Linked DNA regions of Mus musculus: regions 1 and 3 are each linked to region 2. Evidence: chromatin contacts called from public promoter capture Hi-C data. All regions are on one chromosome and are shown on one strand. The core of a region is the stretch at or near the end of the contact, and the rest is flanking DNA. Distances in the headings are between cores, read along the strand shown. Region 1 holds the start of Dgkb (diacylglycerol kinase, beta). Region 2 holds the start of Tspan13 (tetraspanin 13). Region 3 holds the start of Meox2 (mesenchyme homeobox 2).

Region 1 (2,967 bases), core at 211-2,710, 1.8 Mb before region 2:
TCTTTTCTAATTATGATATTCTTTTATTTCTCGTTTCTGTTGTGTTTTTCCTGTCATTAAAAAAAAAAAAAAGAAAATGTGTTGGGGGTTCGATTTTCCATAAGAGAAAAACTGGTCAGATAATCCCAACTGTTTTAAGTTAATTATTTCTACTTTCCTTTCAGAAAAGACCTTTAGGGTTCTGCCAAACTCCTTATTTATTCGCTAATTTGCTTTACAATAGGCTGGCCCATGCTGACCTATTTTTAAAAGAGTTGGTTATCTGCACTTTGAATAAACTGGCTGGAGTTGTTTTGGAAAGTTCTTTAGCCTTCGTTTTCTTCTGCCAGCGAACACAGCCCTGTTAAGTAGCTAAGTACAATGGCATCTTCATGTAAAATCGTCCCTTTCAAATCATAAGTATTTCAGATGATACTGGTTAGGAGCTGGAGACGATGGTAGCAGTAAGAACCTAGGAGGCTCTTCACCCCACCCACAGAGAACAACCTGAATGTTTAGCCAGATCATCCGTGTCGCCCAGACTGTCATTAAGCAGCTAGCTATAGATCTAGTTCATCTTTAGTTTTAATGTTATAAAAGTAAGGAAACGTCGTGCGTGTTTTGTTTGTTTGTTTATGTACAAATAGGAAATGAATCTAGAATGGAATTTAGGACAATCGGGGAATTTAAAAATCGAAGCCGGCTTCTTTGATTCCTCACCATCCGCCCCCACAAACCACCTTCCCTCTCATCCGTAACTTTCAGGAGGTCACACTCGCTCGCCAGTCTCATTGCCTGGAATCACAATAAATCGAGCACTTTCCCCAGACTTACTTAGCTAACATTAGGTTCTCTGCTGCAGATAACAGCAGGCGACCAATAACTAGCACAGAAATGAGGGACACAAAATGCTTTCAGATTTGCATGGGAAATCTGAAGCTCTGCTTTCCTAACTTTCCTCGCCATTTCTTCTCGGCTTCCCTTCCCCCGCACCACATACCCAGAGGCCACTCAAACTGCCAACCGTGCTGAGTTGAACTTACTGCAGCGTGATGCAGGCGAAGGCTAGGCGCATCTCTGAAGCGAGAGCGACAGCTTTTCCGGAGATGAACTGGGACCAGCCAGCTCTCAGGATCCTTTCCAATTCACACGCTCTCAGCTCAGTCAGAAGGCTCCCACACAGCCCGGCTTCCCCCAAGAGCAAAGCTTCAAGAACTCTGCTCAGAGCATCCTCCTCCCTGCTGCCACCCCCTTCCAGAACACACGGCCCGTTGGAACTAGTGACTGAAAGATGGAAGTCTTCTTCCAGGCGATGGCAGGGGCTGCCTGCAACCCACCACTCCCAGATCATTTGCAACTCAAAAACAGCGGAGGCTGAGAGCTGTAGGCTTCCGGAGCCTGAAAGTCAATTTTGGCTTCTTCTCTTCCCCACATCTCACTCCTCCCACTTCACCCTCCCCTGCCGAGGCCACCTCCAGTCCTCTGGTAGTCCGCACAGGCTAGGTATCGCTTAGGCTTCTTTCCTTATGCAAACCAATAAGCATTGGGAATGAAACTGAATTTGTCAGAGAGGAAATACCTGTTGTCCGTGCCTATTGCTCTTCTCTCATCTGTCATGGTCCAGGATTTGTGTGACAACGCGTTGATTCGGGAAGTGTGTGCAATTGTGTGTGTGTGTGTGTGTGTGTGTGTGTGTGTGTGTGTGTGTGTGTGTGTGGTGATGAGGCGGCGGCGGTCTGCTTGGCTGCAAGCTATAGCCCTGCTGCCTGGCTGCTGAGGCTGCTGTTGCTACTATAGCCCTTGGAACACAGGGGGAAATAAGACAGAGAGACAGGGCTTCCCAGCTGTTTAACTGCTGGCTGAGTTATGATCAGGCGGTTGGGGAGACAGTGCAGCCATCAGTAGCTGTTATTGAGACTTTGAGCTGTATTGTCTTCAGTTCCTATCACTTAGTGTACATTTGTCCCTCCACCAGAAATCTGATGCCGGACTACCCTCTCTTTATTACTAAATTATATTCTAACTGGCTACTCAGTCGCAGCCCACTCACCTCATCCATTTAATGCTCTCTCTTGCTTCATCCCTGCTTGGTTACTTAGAGCAGGTGACTGGATGGTGGATCTGATAAACTACAAAGGCAATGAACTGATGATGAAGAAGAAAACTGGTGTGTAGTTATAACTAATCAGGACACAGATAAAGATGGTTTTTGAGTCATGTGATAAAAGTAATGTATTGGATAATAAAAATATAACATCAATTTACATGATCCAATGTATGCAAAACCTGCTGGCAATTAAGGTGCAAGTTCACTTTCCTATAGTGAAGGTTACACTGATATGTGTGTTTTAATGGCTCTCAGTCTTTCTACAAAATATCATAGAGGTATGATTTCAACATATCAGCACCACGTTAGAACATCATCTGATCTAGCGATAGTTTATGTCCATGTTATAGTTCTGTAATAGAATGTAATGAGTAGCATAAGACACACTCACACACACACACACACACACACACACACACACACACACCAGTTCTCTTTCTCCCCCCTCACACACACACACACCTGTTCTCTCTTTTCCCTCCCTCCCTGCCTTTCTCTCTCTTTCTCTCTCTCACACACACACACACCTGTTCTCTCTCTCTCTCTCTCTCTCTCTCTCTCTCTCTCTCTCTCTCTCTCACACACACACACACACACACACACACACTGAACAGCTCTTCCACATTATTGTTAGTTTTCAGATTCTGAGCTAAAAATGACCTTAATTCTCTTCAATTTTATTTGTAATACATACAGTAACTATGCCTTTCTCTGAGCGTTTCTTATGTCTACCATATTTATAACCAATTACAGGGCTTATACAGTCATGGTTAAACAAGTTAGGAACACAAGAAAGTCAAACCCTAAAAACAACAAATTCAAAAGGAAGAAAAGAGAACCATTTCTTTATTTGTTTATATAAGGTGATCATAGCATTTAGG
Region 2 (2,812 bases), core at 146-2,645:
TGAGTGTTTATTTGCATGGTGAGTTCTAAAGGAAGTACAAATAGGCTGGAGTATTTGAAGAGAAGGTATTTAATTAACTTGTTTAAGTCAATGATTTTTATGTTTGTTTTTTTTGGGTTTTTTTTTTGTTTTGTTTTGTTTTTGTTTTTTGACATACATTCACCTAACCGTGAGAAGTTTTAGGCTCAAAATGTACAGTAAATTTGAAAATCGCTTTTTAAAAGATCTATTTTACTATTTTACGAGTGTTTTGCCTGCATGTGTGTACCATGTGCATGCTTGATGCCCACTAAGGTCAGAGGAGGGCACTGGATCCCCAGGACTGGAGAGACAGGTGTTGTGAGTGCCATTTGGGTGTTGGGGTCCTCTGTAAAAGCAATAAGTGCCATAACAGCTGAGCCAACTCTTAAGGCCCTTAAAAATCTCTTTATAAAACCTATTGGTAGAATTTCTTTTGATAGAAAATACCAAATAGAAAATACCAAGCCTTTACTGCCGCTTAACAGTTGGAACCCAGTAGTGAGTGCCTTAAAACCATCAGGCGCACTGGTGCATCTGATAGGACACTTTATTCTATGCAAGGGGGTCTGTCAAATAGTGCATGATATACTTCTAATAATCTAGTTAGAGGTTAGGAATCAGGATGAAGATGCAGCAAACAAAAGTGATGATAAATTAATTGAATCTGTTATCGAAAGGCTTCCTAGCTTGTATTTATGCAAAAATAGGCCCCTAAAACCCAGGATCCCACTACAAGAATAAAGACTCCTGATTTATTTTGCACATATGTATTCATAAGGTTTATTAGTATTTCAAAAATCCCTGTAGATTAAGTCCTCTTGATCTGAAATCTGTCACAATTACAGGTTACCTTTCTTACCTATGTCGAGAGAAATTAGTTTTTATTTGCTCTTTTTAGTCTTTCACTGATGTTTTTCCTTTCATTGCCCCCTTCCCTGTTCTCTGTAAATCTTTCATTCTTGTCGTCTTTCTTTCATTCAAACGAGGCCAGGTGCTTCGATTTGTTTTATCATCTCATTCAAAATGGTGCCACGTCACCCACAGGGCAAGAATGGAGAGAGGTGCTGTCATTTCTCCTGCCAGCGTGGAGCCCCGCCCTCTGCTGTTCACCTGGGAGGGGGGAAATTATACAGAGGCCACAGTCTCGTGAGCCAGAGGCCGGCTCCCTCCAGACAGTCTCGGGGCCCCCTCCTCCTCCTCCTCCTTCTCCTCCGCTGAGCTGCCCCGCCTCTCCCGGACCCCAGAGCGCATTGATTTGCATATCTCTACCTTTGTTCCCTAGCAGTGGCCAATCAGAGTGCAGGGCGAGACGAGGCGGCGGGGCGGGGCGCGCGATCGGCGGATCCGCTGCGGCCGCAGGTTGCAGAGCGGGTGGGAGCCGCTGCGGGCGCGGCACTGCAGCCCTGATCCTGAACCCCGAACCCGAGCCCCGAGCCTAGCCCGGGCCACAGGCTCAGGAGGCCAGGATCCAGAAGCTACTCGCCCAGCCCGGCGGAAGACGCCTCGACCCGCAGGCACCCGCTAGCCCACGCGCCACGATGGTGTGCGGGGGCTTCTCGTGCTCCAAGAACTGCCTGTGCGCGCTCAACCTGCTGTATACCGTGAGTAGCCCGCGCCCGGTGGCACCTGCGGGGGCCGTCGGCCTCCTCCCCGCCTGAGTATTCGCCTGCGCCCCATCCCGCGCCCCTTGCGGGCTTCCCACGCCCCAGTTTCGCCTGCAGCCCCCGCCCGGGACCCCGAGCCTGCTTGTCGCAGTCTCCGCCCGTCCTTCATTGTGGCGCTCGCCCCTCGCCCTGCTCTCTGCAGCCCTTCACTTTCGCGTTCCTTCCCACTCTCCCCATTCTTTCATCCATCCCCAGGTTTCCATCTCAATCCCTCTAGCCGCACGCTTTCGGCTGGCCATCCCATCTGGAGGTTCGGAGGCTGGAGAGCAGCCCGGGCTTAGGGGACAGGTTTGCGGGATAGTGGGGCCTGGGATGGACCAGGCGGCCTGTGGATGGCGCGCTTCTGGCACAGCTCTAAAAGCTGCCTTTTGAATGGAGGCCATAGAGCAGGTTCACAGGATATCCGTGGCTTCCGAAGTTTGTTTCGTGCTTACATAAAGTCTCTTTGTTGATGTTTCTGCCCGTGAGGTATTCGCCTGATGCTTTTCCCATGCCATCTTCCTTCCCCTTTATCAATATTCTAGCTCCATTTTTGGCGAAGTCCTTCAGTATATAGTCCTCCACCCAAGTCGTTTTTATTTTTTTATTTATTTTTTCCTCCCTACGTATCAGCATATGCCTTCCAGCTTTAACATGGAAAACTCAGTTTGATTTTTTTTTTTTTTGAGGCATAATTGTGGCTGGACAGCAGGAAGTTGAGGTGATGTTTATTGAAAACCTTCACCACCCCAGCCTTTTCATTTGTCAATTTGTTATCTATCTGTGGCAAGCGCAGTTGTCTAAATTTTATAACGGTAAAGACCAAAAAAGGCTTTACTAAGTTTTCATAACTGGTAGTTGGAGAGTCTGGACTGGAACCAAGCTGTGGAATCTAGACCTTTCCACAAGCTGCCTCTCCTGCGTGGAAGAAACTTCCTTTCGGTCATCTCATTCCATCGGAGACTTGTTCTCTTCTATAAATACATCTGGTGCTTGCAGCACCCACCCTGAAAACAAACCCAGTTTCCCTGCATTAGCAGAGCCAGGCCATCTGGGCCAGCTTAGGTTACATCTATGGACAAGAGAGGCCGCTTGTGGTTGACAAGCAGAGACACCAGGTCACGGGTCATTTTACCTTTTTTTTTTTT
Region 3 (2,868 bases), core at 304-2,803, 1.1 Mb before region 2:
CTTTTTCGCCAAATAAATAGAATGTTTGGGGAGGGGTTGTTTGTTTTTTAAATATCATTTTAAGAAAGGTGCTATTTAAGGAACTCTGAAAGCAAAAATATTAAAAAAAAAGTTTTAGGTTTCTGTTCTTTTTCTTTCTTTAATTTTTCCTTATCTTTTTCTTTCCTTTTCCGTTTTCTTCCTTTTTTCTTTTCCTCCTCTTCTTTTCTTTTCTTTTCTTTTCTTTTCTTTCCTTTTCTTTTTCTCGTATTTGGTCAAATCCAGTTAAAGTTCAAGGCATTGCGCAATAATTTGGAAACCCAGTTAAGGATAGGAAAAGTCGAGTTGTTCAGAGTTGGGAATTGGAAGGGAAAAGTCAAGGAAACCCGCATGCACGCACACACGCACGCAGGCATGCATGCCCAGCGGATGCAGCATCCCAATGGGCACACCCCTCCCAACCCGTGGAGGGACCCGCCACGCTCCCTTAACCGATTTTGCATAGTGTCACTTGCTCTTTCTTCACCACTTCTGGAAAACTGATTTGCGATCTTGGAGGGCTTTGAACGGCTGGATGTAGATATATTAACTTCAGTGAAACACGTGCTCCTGAATTACAGGACGGACGCTCCATGGATGAACTCGCCCACCAGAGCGAGGAAAGGCTAGCAGCTTCACAGTTTGTCTTTCTATGAGAAACATCCCACACCTCCCCGCATCTTCCTAGCCCAGAGCGCACTCTCCCCAGGGTTGCTTTGCCCGCACTCACCTGAGCTGTCGCTTTTCCTTTTGCTGCCACTTCTCTTCTCTACGTCTGCGGGTGACAGCGCTTGACGGCCATAATCCCCTGGTGCGCACGCGGCCCCGGTAGGGGTGCTGGAGCCCAGGCTAGATGAGTTGGAACACAGGACCGGAGGGCTGCTTCCCAGCTCCGGGGGCCCTCCCGAATCAGGCTGCAGGCACAGGCTGTGCCGGGCCGCGCTTGGTGGAGAGGACATCTGCGGGAGGTGCCAGTTGCTTTGCAGAGCCTGGTGCTGCTGCTGCTGGTGGTGGTGATGGTGATGGTGGTGGTGGTGGTGGTGCCCCCTGTGATGCTGGCTGGCAAACATGCCCTCCTCGTTGGGGTATCCCGCGATTATGCAAGACGAGGAAGATGTGGAGAGTTCGGGGTAGGACATGTGGTCAGATCTTCCATGGAGGGCCAGAGAAGACTGGGAGAAGGGGTGCAAGCCTTGCGCTGTGGCGTGGGGGCTGCGCAGGCAGCCAAAGAGGGGGTGTTCCATGGCATGCAAGTTTCGGCTTCCAAGCAGAAGACTTCACGGACGGTCCGAATGTCCACCAAGCGCTGTCACTTTTCACTGGAAATCCTAAGACTTTCCCCCACTCACTCCAAAAGTAAAAGCCGCGCGCGTTTGCATTTGAGCAGAGCCGGCTAATCCCAGTCCTGAGCCTTAGCGGCCAGTCTCCTGCACGTATAAACACTAGGACCTGGAGGAGCTTCCTTCGCAGCTGCTCAGATGTCAAGTGTGGGAGAGGTGGAAGCCAAAAGAAGGTGGTCCCAGAGAACTGCTTTCAGGGGGAAATGGCTCTGAGAGGTTATAAATAGAGTGTAATGTGAGCTGGGGGCTGGCTTAGGAGCCCAGCGCTGACCACATGCAAACTCCCTCCAAAACTCCCGCTCAGTCAGCGCCACCGTGCTCTCTCATTTCCAGTTCCCATTGCTGGCAGGACAGGAGCCGCTGCCCAACGCCCGCCCGTCGGGCCCTGGGAGCTTCCACCACAGCTAGTGGTGCTCCCAGAGCCTCAGTCGCTCCGGGCCACCGCAATCTGTCCCATAGGTTCCCATGGCCAGACGCAGAGGCACTCAGCTTCCCTAAGCCAGCACACAGTGTCTCTGAGTAGCTCACTGCTCTTGGAACCTAGATCTCTCAGCCTTGGTGGGGGTTGGGGTCACCTGCAGGAGCTCCCTGACTACTCCCTGACTTTGCAGACCACAGAGAACTTTCAAGAGAACTTTCAAGAGAAGAAGAGCCTAGTCTGTCGAGCTTTTCAAACTCAGAGGCCACTCACGGTTCCAGCGTAAACACATTAGGTTTATTCTCTTTTAGGTATCTGAGAATAGATTGTTAGAAAACCTAGAGCCAGGGCGGAGGTTGTAGAGCTGTGCACCAAGGCTAGCACAGTGCTACTCTGAGTGCAGAAAGGACAGATATACAATGGGGTGTGCGCGACACAGAGGTGGATGTAGGCTCTGGCGCCTTGGCGACACACAAGTGTTGCTCCAAGTGGTGTCCCCCTTCCTTCTTTTTCTGACCCTCTTCCCACCCCTACTTCTCTTTACCAGTCCAGTTCGCGAAATTTTCTCACCATTTGCTCACCGAGGAAATTGGGAGGGGGGGGGTCAAGAATAACCCGAAAAAATGTCAAATGAGCAAGTCTAACTTGCTCCCAGCTTCACCCTTCCTAGCTAGCTTAACCCTGCAGGAGCCAATTCACAGCCCGCTCCCATCCTTTGAGAAATGAAATCTCTCTTTAGCTCACAGAGCTAATGCTCCTTGCATACATTCCATTCCTCACCACCTTTCTGTTTTAAGCAGATAGCAAACTTAACATTCCCTCAGCGTGGACCCTGCTATCATGGTTCATTTCCCCCAGGTTTACAGCCTGTGCTCCTGGAAATGAACTAACTGCACACCTTGCCACCAGTGAATTTGTGAGAGCAGGGGCTGGGGTTGACACAGCAATTAGCTTGGGCGGCCACAGAATCTACTGGAAGTCCTGTCCTTAACCCACAACAAGCTTGGGAGAGTGGGCTGCAGGAAAGCCTGTTCCTATCTAGGAAGTGTCTGCCAAGGGGATGTCTGCAGTAGCCTAGGGTGTTCAGGACTT

What was found. Promoter capture Hi-C pulls out the DNA fragments that hold promoters and counts their contacts.
Region 1: a contact with region 2 is called in a promoter capture Hi-C map of hippocampal neurons, with 3 times the contacts expected there. The contact joins the promoter of Dgkb here to the promoter of Tspan13 in region 2. A contact is called at or near these places in 2 of 39 promoter capture datasets (cranial neural crest and hippocampal neurons) and 1 of 115 datasets of contacts at active chromatin or transcription factors (astrocytes).
Region 3: a promoter capture Hi-C map of cranial neural crest shows a contact between it and region 2. The contact joins the promoter of Meox2 here to the promoter of Tspan13 in region 2. A contact is called at or near these places in 1 of 39 promoter capture datasets (cranial neural crest) and 1 of 115 datasets of contacts at active chromatin or transcription factors (cardiomyocytes).

The regions. Positions count from the first base shown.
Region 1 is chr12:37,879,010-37,881,976 of GRCm38.p6, reverse strand. It overlaps Dgkb (diacylglycerol kinase, beta), which reads right to left and starts at 1,460. Exons shown (of 26, transcript NM_001361686.1): 1 at 1,023-1,460.
Region 2 is chr12:36,041,061-36,043,872 of GRCm38.p6, reverse strand. Tspan13 (tetraspanin 13) reads left to right here and starts at 1,395. Exons shown (of 6, transcript NM_025359.3): 1 at 1,395-1,622. The coding sequence starts at 1,560.
Region 3 is chr12:37,107,225-37,110,092 of GRCm38.p6, reverse strand. Meox2 (mesenchyme homeobox 2) reads right to left here and starts at 1,553. Exons shown (of 3, transcript NM_008584.4): 1 at 749-1,553. The coding sequence starts at 1,262.